Linked DNA regions of Mus musculus: regions 1 and 3 are each linked to region 2. A link is a contact called in public Hi-C and HiChIP or PLAC-seq data. All regions are on one chromosome and are shown on one strand. Each heading gives the region's core, a stretch centred on a gene start, on an enhancer-like site or on the middle of the called end of the contact. The rest is flanking DNA. Distances are from core to core; before and after follow the strand shown. Region 1 has its middle 62 kb from the start of Tbc1d9. Region 2 has its middle 8.9 kb from the start of Gm31545. Region 3 holds the start of Tbc1d9 (TBC1 domain family, member 9).

What was found. Hi-C and Micro-C count contacts between places; a contact is called where the count stands out from the background. HiChIP or PLAC-seq counts read pairs in DNA pulled down with a chosen protein or histone mark.
Region 1: a contact with region 2 is called in a Hi-C map of bone marrow-derived macrophages, with 28 read pairs. The contact joins two enhancer-like sites. A contact is called at or near these places in 2 of 39 promoter capture datasets (liver and maxillary cranial neural crest), 1 of 15 datasets of contacts at CTCF or cohesin (the NIH/3T3 cell line), 17 of 484 Hi-C or Micro-C datasets (CD8 T cells, the G1E-ER4 cell line, LSK cells and 9 more), 1 of 115 datasets of contacts at active chromatin or transcription factors (the HPC-7 cell line) and 1 of 9 other capture datasets (embryonic tail).
Region 3: an H3K4me3 HiChIP or PLAC-seq map of bone marrow-derived macrophages shows a contact between it and region 2, with 4 times the contacts expected there. The contact joins the promoter of Tbc1d9 here to the enhancer-like site in region 2. A contact is called at or near these places in 14 of 39 promoter capture datasets (the 3T3-L1 cell line, the C10 cell line, the HPC-7 cell line and 9 more), 1 of 15 datasets of contacts at CTCF or cohesin (pro-B cells), 10 of 484 Hi-C or Micro-C datasets (bone marrow-derived dendritic cells, bone marrow-derived macrophages, cardiomyocytes and 6 more) and 3 of 115 datasets of contacts at active chromatin or transcription factors (astrocytes, bone marrow-derived macrophages and fibro-adipogenic progenitors).

The regions. Positions count from the first base shown.
Region 1 is chr8:83,101,459-83,105,224 of GRCm38.p6, reverse strand. No RefSeq gene overlaps it. Among named protein-coding and RNA genes, the nearest start is that of Tbc1d9, 62 kb to the left of the region's middle. Within about 2 kb of position 1,709, at least 49 of the 459 cell types and tissues checked have an H3K27ac peak or open chromatin away from gene starts, as enhancers often do. A contact at or near this core is called in the HPC-7 cell line and bone marrow-derived macrophages, where this site is marked.
Region 2 is chr8:82,844,534-82,848,392 of GRCm38.p6, reverse strand. No RefSeq gene overlaps it. Among named protein-coding and RNA genes, the nearest start is that of Gm31545, 8.9 kb to the right of the region's middle. Within about 2 kb of position 1,767, at least 31 of the 459 cell types and tissues checked have an H3K27ac peak or open chromatin away from gene starts, as enhancers often do. A contact at or near this core is called in the HPC-7 cell line and bone marrow-derived macrophages, where this site is marked.
Region 3 is chr8:83,163,596-83,167,555 of GRCm38.p6, reverse strand. Tbc1d9 (TBC1 domain family, member 9) reads right to left here and starts at 2,204. Exons shown (of 21, transcript NM_001111304.1): 1 at 1,352-2,204. The coding sequence starts at 1,481.

The DNA.
Region 1 (3,766 bases), core at 460-2,959, 260 kb before region 2:
ATGGACACAATTTTGCCTTCTGCATCCTTTCAGAATCCTAGTCAGACACTCTCCAAGATGCTTCCAGGCATTAAATCTCAGACTGGGACAGCATCATTTTTCAATTTTGTTCTCAAGCTTCCAACTTCTAGGGCCAAGCAGTTACAGAATTCTCTGCTTCTCCATTGCGCAGATAGTCATTGTGGCACAGATTGTGTGAGCCAATCTAATAAAGTTCTTATAATTATAAGCGGAATATACATTGTATAGGAGGAGACCATGACAAATGCAGATATCTCTAGAGTGTAACCCTGGATAACACAGAGCAGATGTCCCAAGAACTGCTTAGGCAAAAGATTCCAGCTGAGTGGAGATACTGACATTGCATAGGGGCCACCACCTAAAGAGGCTTCCTCAAGCATATCCTTGTCTCCCTTGTCTCTGTTCTGGGCATCCTGATCCTAATGAACAGGGCAGAAAGGCAGAGCTCTGCCAAGACACAAAGAGTTCAGGGTATTGCTTACTTGTTTTGAGTTTGGCTTTATGTGTATGAGCCAGGTAATCATTTGGCCAATCACTGAACAACTGAACACATTCCATGGGCCAGGCCCAGGTAACAAATGGGGAAGGCAGGAAGATCTTTGCTCATTGGAGAATGTGTTGCAGTCATTATTTTCCTTTTGGGTTTGAAATGGTTTCTCTGTTGGTTTAGAGAGAATACCACAGATCCTATACTCTGGTTGCATAATCATGGCGGTGCTGGGGAGCCTGTTAGCCATTAGCAGGAGGTTTACTATCCTGAAAGTCATTGTCCTAGGTCTTGTCTCTGATCACCCACTCACTTTGACTGCCCTGAAGCAGTGTTGACAAATATAAGTGCATTCTCACACCTACCTCCTAGATTCCCTCTCTGATGTCTTTTTTTTTTTCCAGAGTATTGCTAAATAATCCAGTACAGGGCTGCCTTGAATTCTCTATGTAAGCCCAGGCTAGCCTAAAACTGGAAGCGATCTTTCCCTACTTCTGCCTTCTGAGAGTTTGTGTTATAGTCATGTGTTAGCATGACTGGCTGGTTTCATTTCTGTTTTTTTGTATATGTGACTTACTGCCTGGTAATATGTGGATAATTTACTTCTTGTCTCTATTGTGTGTGCTTCTGCTATATCTCGAGACATAAGTCTAGAGCTATGTGTGTCTCCTACTGTACTCAGCTAATAGTAATTGAGAAATGAAGTGAGCCCCATCATGTCAGGCTTCCCATTTAGGTCCTATGTTGTTGTTTAGGAAATGCTTATGCGAGCAAACATAAGAGTAGCATTAAGAACATTCATTGCTCTTGTAGAAGACCCAGGTTCGATTCTCAGTGCCCACATGGTGGCTTATAACTGTCTCTAATTCCAGTTCCAGGTGATCTAACACCCTTTTTCGATGCATGTGGTGCACAGACATACATATGAGCAAACCTATACATATAAAATAAATAAATAATTAATCTAAAATAAAGAAGTTCTTGCTGTGTAGGCCTGGATGGCTTGGAACTTGTTATTTGTGGCAATCCTCCTGCTTCTGCCTCTAGAGTCCAGGGATTACAGGTATATGACACCACACCAGACTGGATGATTTTTCTGAAGGAATAATGATGCCGAGAAAACTGCCCAGGCCCTTACTGTGGCTACTAGTCCCAGCAAGGAAATTGGGTTTAATTTGTTCCTGCGACTAAGAAATGAGAAGTGATTCACAAATGCCAAGTGTGTTGGTGATGAATGTAGTCATGGCTGGCTCTTATGCCAATGGGTCAGTGATGAATGGAGTCGTGGCTCTCTCCCATGCCACAGTTCTTCCTCTCGTCTGTCCAGCAGTCTAGTTTTCATTGTTCTAATGAGTCTCTGCAGGGGCAGGGTGAGCAGGCCGCTAATGAAGCCTGGGTCGCCTGGTGGTCTGAGTTGAGTCTAATTGGAGCCAAATCATCTGCTCTCTACTTTATCCTGTGAAGCATGAGGAGACGCTGGGAAGCAGCAACTGCTTTCTTCAAGCACTCAGGGAAGTTCGATGCTGTAAACTCTCCAGGCCTTGCAAAGGAAGTGTTTATGGGAAGTGAAGCTACCGTGGCTAACCTCAGCTTTTGGTTTAATTTTTGTTCTCACTTATGTCTTCCTCCCATTGCTCTGAATGTTCTTCTGACTTCTTAACACAATCCTTTAGTTAAAGCCCTTGATGTTTATAATGGTGGACAATGTAAAATTTCAGGTTTTAATATTGAACTGTGTACACACACACACACACACACACACACACACACACGAGGATAATCAAAGCAGATCTGATTATGCATACCAGGCTGGCCTCCGATGTATAGAGATCCAGCCTCTGCCTTTCCTTTGCTGAGATCAAAGGAAGGTGACGTCATGCCCAATCCATTTTGACGACAAATGGCTTTGCTTGACAATTAAATTATAGTTATATAATATATAATAGAATTGTATACTTAAAATCACACACATACACACACACACATCCATCCATATGCCAATTGCAAAACTGAGTTTTGTCTGAATAACTTGATTCCGCTTTGCAGAAAGCAGCCTGCACTTCTGTAGAAGGGCAAAAGTCACAGACTCAACTCCATTTGGCTAGAGATTCCTTCAGAAGAAGCTAAAAGCCTCTGACTTCACTTTCACTGTGGGGTGTGGGGAGGGGTTTTGTCATTGTCATGGTAAACTCTGAAACCCAAGTGCTTGTTGTAGATGTGGCACAGAATGGGTAATCATGGGCGCTTCTGTCTCACCATTCTGTGCCCTGGAGTTCTCTTCCTAACAGGAATGGGAAGCAGGGTTGCTGCAGGGAAGAGTCTGAACAGAGAACTAAGTTTTAACCTGAAGTATCAGTATAAAGTCATGAGGTAGCTTTTCTTGCTCTCTTTCCCTGTGCCCTCTCTCCTTTCTTCTATCCTTCCTCTCTTCCATAAATAAAAATGTGTGCACTATAGAAAAGCCTAGATCAGTGACTGCCCCAGCCTGCATCTCCACATACCACTTTTTAGAGATAAGGCTAATTTCATGTTTGGAACAAGAAATGTGTAATACAGTTTTAGGAGATTGGATTTTAGTAGACAGCAAGGATACTTTTAAATATTAGTGACATTCTGTTAGGAGGGTGTAAGAGTCACTTAGAGACCTCCATGGACAACAGATTGGCAAATGTGAACTTTCTGTAGTTGGATCACCTCAGTTCCAGGTCTGCCAGGCAGGCTGCTCTCATGAGCATCAGACACAGGAGAGGCTGAGCTGAGTCAGGACTTGCTTTTTCCAGCCTTGACCTAGTCAATCACAGTGTTCCAGTTTTCTCTCATCCAGTGCAATGTCCCCATCTGCACAGGCATCTTGAGATACTTCCGATGATCTGCCTTGAAGGTGGCAAGGTGTTTTTGTCTTGTTTTTTGTTTTGTTTTTGTTTTTGACAGGGTTTCTCTGTGTAGCCCTGGCTGTTCTAGAACTCACTCTGTAGACCAGACTGGCCTTGAACTCAGAGATCTGCCTACCTCTGCCTCCCAAGTGCTGGGAGTAAAGATGTGTTGCCACTGCTGCCCAGTGAAAATGTTAATTTTTTAAAATATATGTCCTCTTATTATTCTTTTCTATTTTTTTCTTAATGTTTAGTTAGCATTTAAATGCTATGCTTCCCAGTTTCCTCCCCAGGTGTCCCAGACAGCCCAGTATAATAGCCAGATAGGACTAATTCTAGCCCCTCGGTGGACTATATTATTTATTTTGAATGAAAAGCATTGATC
Region 2 (3,859 bases), core at 518-3,017:
AGAAATGATTTTACTGTCTTGAAAAGGCAAACCTAGAGTACCTGATTATTTTGACACATAACAGCCAAGAAAGCACCATTCACTTTGTTACACATTTTCTTGTTTCATCGTATCGTTTCTTTGCATGAAAACAAGTGAAACTAATTTACAGGGGCACTGTCCTCTCTCTCACAGCCATGGATAATAGACACTCGGTGGATTATATAACGAGCTCCTCCCCAGACTTCTGTTAATCTTTTTCACCATGTTTAGGACTTTATTCTTATCCTGTCCCAGAAGCTGTTTGACATATCCTTACTACTTGTAGCTGGTGTAAATCCGGGGCAGTTCATTCTGTGTTTTGGTGAGTAAATTTCCCTTATGCTTTAAACCTATATAACATTTTTGATAAGACAAATGTACATTAGCCTATGCAAACAGCTAAAGAGGGCCATTCTGAGGAGCCCAAAGGCTGTTTATCCCCAGGAAACATTTACCTCTTAGTTGTATGCCTGGTTTACACCATGCACAATTATGTTCTTTTCCTGACTCAGGCTGGGAAAGGTTTTAAAGTCTTTCTGTGTGTCTGTGTGTGTTGGGTGAAGGGGGGTATGCAGTCATTGCAGAAGTTTAGCACTTTATGGAGATATTGGTGGAGAGATATTACTATAGTATTATGAGCTGAGTTGTAACCCCTCCACCCACCATTATATACTGAAGTCCTCACTGGTATCTCAGAATGTGAGTATAGCAGATTGCATCATTAAGAGGTAGTTAAAATTAAAATGAGGGCGTCAGGTATGCCCTTAAGTATGAACAACATCTCCATTATAAAAGAAGCTTGGACATAGTCATGTGAAGACCCTGAGCAGCTGCGATTCACAAGCTCAGATGAGCAGCCTCAGAAGGAATGAAGCCAGCACACATCTAGATTGTGCACTTGTGAGAAAGCAAAGCCCTGTTGTTTAAGGCAGACAAGATGGCTGTACTTGACATAGCCCTTGTAGGCTAAAATCAAGCAATAATAGCTAACGAGGAAGAGGGCAGTGGGGGCAGGTGGCTCTAGAATAGTTCAGGGGAAGGAAGGCTCTTCAGCATCTATTTCTCCACTTGTGAGATGCCATAGAGACAATGTGTTATTTGCCTTTTAATCCTAATTTGTACATGGTAAATGATCAGGCACAGTTAATTAATGCAGTGGTGATTAATGGGGAAGGTGTGCTCCAGGTTCAAACTGACTGTGTGATGTGTGGGGGAAAGAGGAGAGTCTGTTGTTAGGGAGACACAAACATCAGACCTTGGCTTTAGTTTCTCTGTGCCTCGATTTCTCTTGCGGGACAGATCATCATTGTACCTGCCATGTTGTTTGCTATGAGTCTGAAAGGTTCTAGCTCTACCCCACACTGTGGGCCTGTGAGTCATTTCAACAATGTGGAAGGCATATGTGAACCCTTTCACATCTCTGCTTAACAGCTGACAAAAAGATGAAAGACTGTGTCTGGCTGATAATGCTATTGGTTCTTTGGCCAAATTCCAACTTACGTTATTGTCACATAAGTGGCCAGACACTCCTACTCTGGGCAGAAGATGTGGCTTTTATAAATCTGAAAAGGAACTCCCAAGAAGTCTGAAATAAAAACAGAGATCATTCTGTTCTGTACCTTGCCTGTGTAGCATCGTATTATGTATTAGCACAGATGTTAAGATAAACAATTCCCATTGTTTACTGACTAATGACAGCATTCAGGCTAATGTGGCTGAGAAGAGTCAGGGAACTTGGTTCACATAGAGATGGGGAGCACAAATGCCCAGCTGCTGTCCTGGTCTGTATTTGGAGACAGAGCAGGCCCTCCTATACCATGTCTAAAAATTGAGCAAGTTTGCTTAAAATTCAGGCCACAGACTGGAACTCAAAGGGGTCACAAACCAACAGCTGGATTTCACATAGTTTGTCATGACCAGGTGAGTTTTCAGTAAGTTATAAAGGGTGGAAGCATGGACAGAAGCAAAGGTGATCAAAAGAGTGCAGCCAGCATTCGTCAACACTGTAAGCTCCAAATGATCATTTAATTCAGCCAGTAAAGATTAAGGGCAGGCTGAGAGTGTGGGCCTGCCACTAAGGTAATTGCTGAGTCATATCAGCCTTCACCAGACTCAGACATTTAACCAAAGACTTCCCTTTTGTAAGATCTATCTGCTCTCTAAGTTCCTGCTAGTCTAGAACAGCGTGCATTATATTTAAATTTTTCTGTAGACAACTAAAAGAAAGATTGGGAAAATGTAAATCAAAACAACCTTAAGATTCCATCTTACACCCATCAGAGTGGCTAAGATAAAAAAAAAACAAAAAAAACCAAAAAACTCATGTAAGTGACAGCACATGTTGGCAAGGATGTGGAGCAAGGGGAACACTCCACCATTGCTAGTGGCTGACAAAACTTGTACTAACACTTTAGAAATCAATTTGGCATTTTCTCAGAAAACTGGGAATAGTTCTACCTCAAGACCCAGCTATACCACTCCTGGACATATAAGCCAAAAGGTGACTCAACATCCCACAAAGATACTTATTCAACTATGTTCACAGCAGCTTTATTCATAATAGTCAGAAATTGAAAACAACCTAGATGTCCCTCCACTGGAGAATGGATAAAGTAAATGTGGTACATTTACACAATGAAATACAATTCAGCTATTAAAAACCAAAACATTGTGAATTTTTCAGAAAAAGGGATTGAACTTGAGAATATCATCCTAAGTGAGGTAACCCAGTCCCAAAAAGACCTGTATGGTATGTACTCGCTTAGAAGTGGTTATTAGCCATAAAATACAGGTACCATGTACATTCCACAGACCCAAAGAAGCTAAACAAGAAGAAAGACTCAACTCAAAAGTCCAAGCATTCCCAAGCATGGAAGTCTCAGACTGTGGCAGCACCTTGTGTTGATGGTAAAGATACAGCAGCAACTGGCAAGATTCTGGGTAAGACTATATTCAAAAGCAATGGACTTAGCCTCTCAGACAGGAAGAAGTGCAGGGTAGGCAGTCCTAAGGTTGGCTGAGTCCACAATGCTACTGTTGAGGAGTCAATGCTTAGGTCCTTCTCTTGTCTGCCCACATCCTGATACCAACAGACCTGGGATGCTCTCAACCTTGATCTGTGAAACCAATCACTGGAGAGATGCAGAACTGACTGAAATGCCAAGAACAAGAGGCTGAGTGCTCAGCTCTAACTGGGGCATCTGCATTGCCTGTCCCTGCCATGAGCACCATCACCAAGGCTCAGGGAACATTGCAGAAGAGGAGGAGAGGATGGAAGAGCCAGAGGATGGGAGAGTGCTGAGAGATGCTGCCTTCTGGACAGGATGTGGCTGTCGTAGTCATGAAATCCCAGCAGCTGTTGTTACCAGTGCAAGACCTACTGAAGGCAAAAGCAACCAGAGGAGAGTTACAGCATAGAATTCAGATTAGTCAATGGCACCACTTGCTATGGAGCTATGACAATGGCTGGAGAAGGGAGGATCATTCTTTATTGAGTATGTGACCCCTGGTAGAATCCCTATGCTCCAGTGGATGGCTCCATGCCTATGTGTGAATAAGTAGCATTAACTGAACTCTTTGGTTATAACCAAACAAAAAAGACATGAAGTTGAAAACAGGTATGTTTGGAAGTATGGAGATAATGGAGTGGGTAGATAGAATGTTTTATTGTATCATGTACAAAATTCTCAAAAATAAAAAAAATAATTCAAGTGCTTTCTGCTTTTCTCTCTGTCCCCTTAGGCATGTTGTCAGAGCATCCTCTTGTGGTTATAGACAGCAATGAAGCAACAACACATTGAAAAAAAGAGAGCACATAATGCCACTGTCAGGAATACCA
Region 3 (3,960 bases), core at 955-3,454, 320 kb before region 2:
GTGCAAGTGACTGGGAAAGATGAATACTTAGTGCATGATACAGAAACTCAAACTCAACATTTATTCATGTTTGTTGTCCTAGGCACATCCCCCAAACTACAATGTAAGTAACACATTAAAATACACAGTTCAAGACCATCTACAAAATGAACTGGAACATTCTGAGGCTGCTAGTCAGGATTCTGAGACTGCTAGCCAGGATTTTCACAACAAGATCTGCAACTCTACAGATTTTTCTATATCACTGTTTTTGTTTGTTTGTTTGTTGTTTTGTTTTGTTTTGTTTTGTTTTGTTTTAAGGTGTAAAGAACATCAGGTCACCTACAAGCCATTGCTTGCGTTAGCCAAATATTTCAAACATAAGCACGCTAGCATATGCTGTACTGGAAAACATCTGAATTTTAATGTGAAAAAAAGCAGTTTATAAACATCACAGTTATGTCTTCACCTCATCAAGAACTATCCTCTCACAGCGGGCACTGTGGGAGCAATTTACCTAACACTCAAACTCTGGGAAATGCGGTCCCAACCCCGAAGATGTCAGCAGTCCATCCCATGTCTGCAGTCTCTCTCCTAGTAAACCATCTACTTATGTCTTTCACTGACTTTGGCTATAATAAATATTCTAGTACATGAAGGAAGGCCCACTATCTCTAGCACTGAAAGTCAGTATTACCTGTAACCTCCCCCTATGCAAAACAGCTAGTTAATATGGAAATAACCGGGTTATAAGAGAGAAAGATTGCTAATAATCTTGGTAACATTTTGTTGAAGGAGTTTGAGAACTAACTGAACTAGTTAAAATGCAGTTATACAGCGAATTCTTTTTATGACCAGAACCAAATAACTTGCTTTGTTTTATGTCAGATCTCATGCAACAAAAGAATTCCATTTTCCTTATTCATTCTCATAGGTCATGTAGGAAGTGACCACATCAGCCTCTTGACAGATTGCTTCCCTGGTAACAAAAGGGTATTTTATACCTAATTGCCCATAAAGACAGCTGAGTCCAAGCTAAGCATCTTCCATCTCTCTTCTCAATACATTCAGCAGTATGTTAAAGGGGGGTAGGGAGAGTATGCAACCCGGCGTTCGATTCTTAATAATTCACTCATTGCTAATTTCATCTTAACCCACTATGGGTCACCCAGAACTCAAAGACCCCATCGCCCGACAGGGTCAGGAAAGAGGCGTTTCTCTCCTAGTCTGGGGGAAAATAAAATCACAACTCGAGACACCTTCCAGGCCCCCAGACAGGGCCGGCAAAAGGCCCAGCCCCGGAGACCGGGCGGCGTCCCGGGTGTCCGCAGCCAGAGCCCCGGGCGGAGCCTCCCGCAGTGCCCGTTCTTACCCGCCAATCCGCCGCCGCCACCCCCGTCGCCCCCGTGGCCCTTCCTTCGTTGCAGAATGAAGTAGGGGTTGGCTCTCTCGGTGATCCACAGCGCGTTGGCCAGCAGTACCTCCTCCGGATTCACCCACATGGTCCTGGTGGCCGCGGGCAGTCGCACAAAGAGGCCCGCACACTGGCGCGCTCTCCCGGGCACACGCGCGCCCTCCCGCCCGTGGGTGCGGGGCCGCGACGGCCTTCAGCAGGCTGCGGCCCGCGGCTCCCGGCCCGCGACAAAGACCCAGCGGGCAGCCGGGAACGACGACGGGGATCGGGACCCAGCAAGTAGCATCCTCCCTACGGCTCCTCGCTCGCCAAGTGCACAGCCTCGCAGCCCGGCCCTGCCCACCGCAGGGCGAGCAAGCGTCGGGGCTCGGTCTCAGGGCGCGGCGGTGTTCAAGGGCGAGCTTGTGCGGGAATCCGAGCCCCCAGGGCGCCGTGATCACCAGCTGCCGAGCCCGAGATCACCGCTCGTGGACACTGCGCGTCGGGGCAACGAGCTGGAAGGACGCTCCCGGCGCTGGGAATGAATGACGACAGCGCGGCTCAGTCGCCGCGAGCCCGGGTGACCGCGGGTGGCTTCTCGCGAGCCCGGTAGGGACTGTGTGCGGAGCGCAGGGCCCCACGCCCATCCCAGCAGGGAGGAAGCTGCCCCGCTCCCAGAGCCTGCGTGTGGCGTGTGTATTCAAGGCTGACGCTCGGCGGGACAGCGCCACCCCTGCCCCGGAAACGTGTGTTCCCAGGTTCCAGACCTGGCTCTAGAGCCAGGAGTCCAAGGTGGACGCAGCCAATGGTTGGTAATGTTTTTGTTTCCTGCATCCCTGGATCAAGTCACGCGCTAAACTTGTCACCACCGGTGGCCACTCCCCTTCCATTCCTTTGTAATTAAAGTGGCCCAGCTAAATGCATTACATCACTTCTTTCCTTGACCTACAGGGCGTAAGCTATAGAGAAGTTGGAAACAGACCAAAAGCTTAAACCAACTAATTCTCCCCACAGCTGTTCCTATATTGGGCATTAGGAGCTTTGAGGGACACTAGCATTGTTTGTTTGTTTGTTTGTTTATGAAAATTAAACCAGAGGCACTCAGACCAGGCAACTTTATGCTTTTAACAATTTGTCTTTCCCTGCATTCCTGGAATCCCTTTCTGGTCTCAGCTCATTTACTGCGTATCGTACGCGACTAAATGCATTCACCCGAGAGATCGGAGAAATGTTTTCAGCCAAAGAGGTTTTCCTTTTCAGATGACCAGAGTTGTTGACTAGACTCTGCAATGGCCCAAAAGTTAGCCAATCGTGAGAATCTCCTCTTTTCAAATAACCAAACCATTCAAACACATTTTTTATGTGTGTACCTATGATTTAAATGTGTCCTTCCAACCCCAAATTCAGTCACTGTGACAGCATTAATCTGTGGGGCCATTAGAGGCAATTAGGCCGAGTGGGGTCCCTCATCAGGAATGGAGAAAGACACAGAAAGCAGCACACAGGAGTTGGGTTAGTTTATCCATCAGCTCAACTCTGTGAGGAAGCAGACAGAACCAGCAGCAGATGTGGCCCACATGGTTGTAGACTTACTGACCTTGACAACCATGCGAAATAAAAGTCTTTCCTTTAAGAGTTACTCATCTTGCCAGGTGTGGTGGCGCACGCCTTTAATCCCAGCACTCGGGAGGCAGAGGCAGGTGGATTTCTGAGTTCGGGGCCAGCCTGGTCTACAAAGTGAGTTCCAGGACAGCCAGGGCTACACAGAAAAACCCTGTCTCGAACAACAACAACAACAAAAAGAGTTACCATCTCAAGTATTTCATGACAACAGTACAGATGGACTAAGAGCGGTTTGGGTGTGTTTCTGACTGTGTTAAGGACTCTTCCAAGTAGCTGAATGAGCAAACTGGCAGCCATTCCATCAAGGCTTTGTGCCCAGCCCTGAGGGTGCTAAAGAAGTACAAGGCTCTCTTCCTGTCACCACAAGGGTCTTCTCCCTGATTTGTTTAATCATTTAGATACCTGTCCATTGACAGGGTCCCACTGTGTAGCCCAGAATGGCTTTGCACTCAAGAGCCTCTGGGCTCATGAAGCATAAGCATGAAGCTCTCTGGTTGGTCTGCACTAGCAACGGTCTGGCTTTTCACCTGTTTTTCATCTTCAGTCTCTTTAGGAGACAGACACTAGACCTTCAGGCCTTTAAAGATGCTCAACACAGTTAACAGACGCAGGTATGTTGCTTTGTGGCAGTATAATTTCTAAAACTACAATAAACCCGCCATGCTGAGAACGGAGACAGTGGGGCAGCCTGAACTCAAGTCTCTCCACCTTGAGAAAAGCATGCATTAGACTGTCTCACAGTTAAATCTAGCTTCTGTTTTTTTGTGGGTTTTTTCTGTCCTTTATGTCTTGGGTTTCTGTAATGTAGGCACTTCTATGGGCACAACGGAGAGAAAGTTTGTGCTTTCTGTCTTGTTTGGCAAACACAATAAAGATTGTTTTCCATTACCAATTTCTACTTCCTACATAGAAACTGAGGTATTGGGTTGTGGACCTAAATATTTGGTAATAGTTTGGCACTTTCA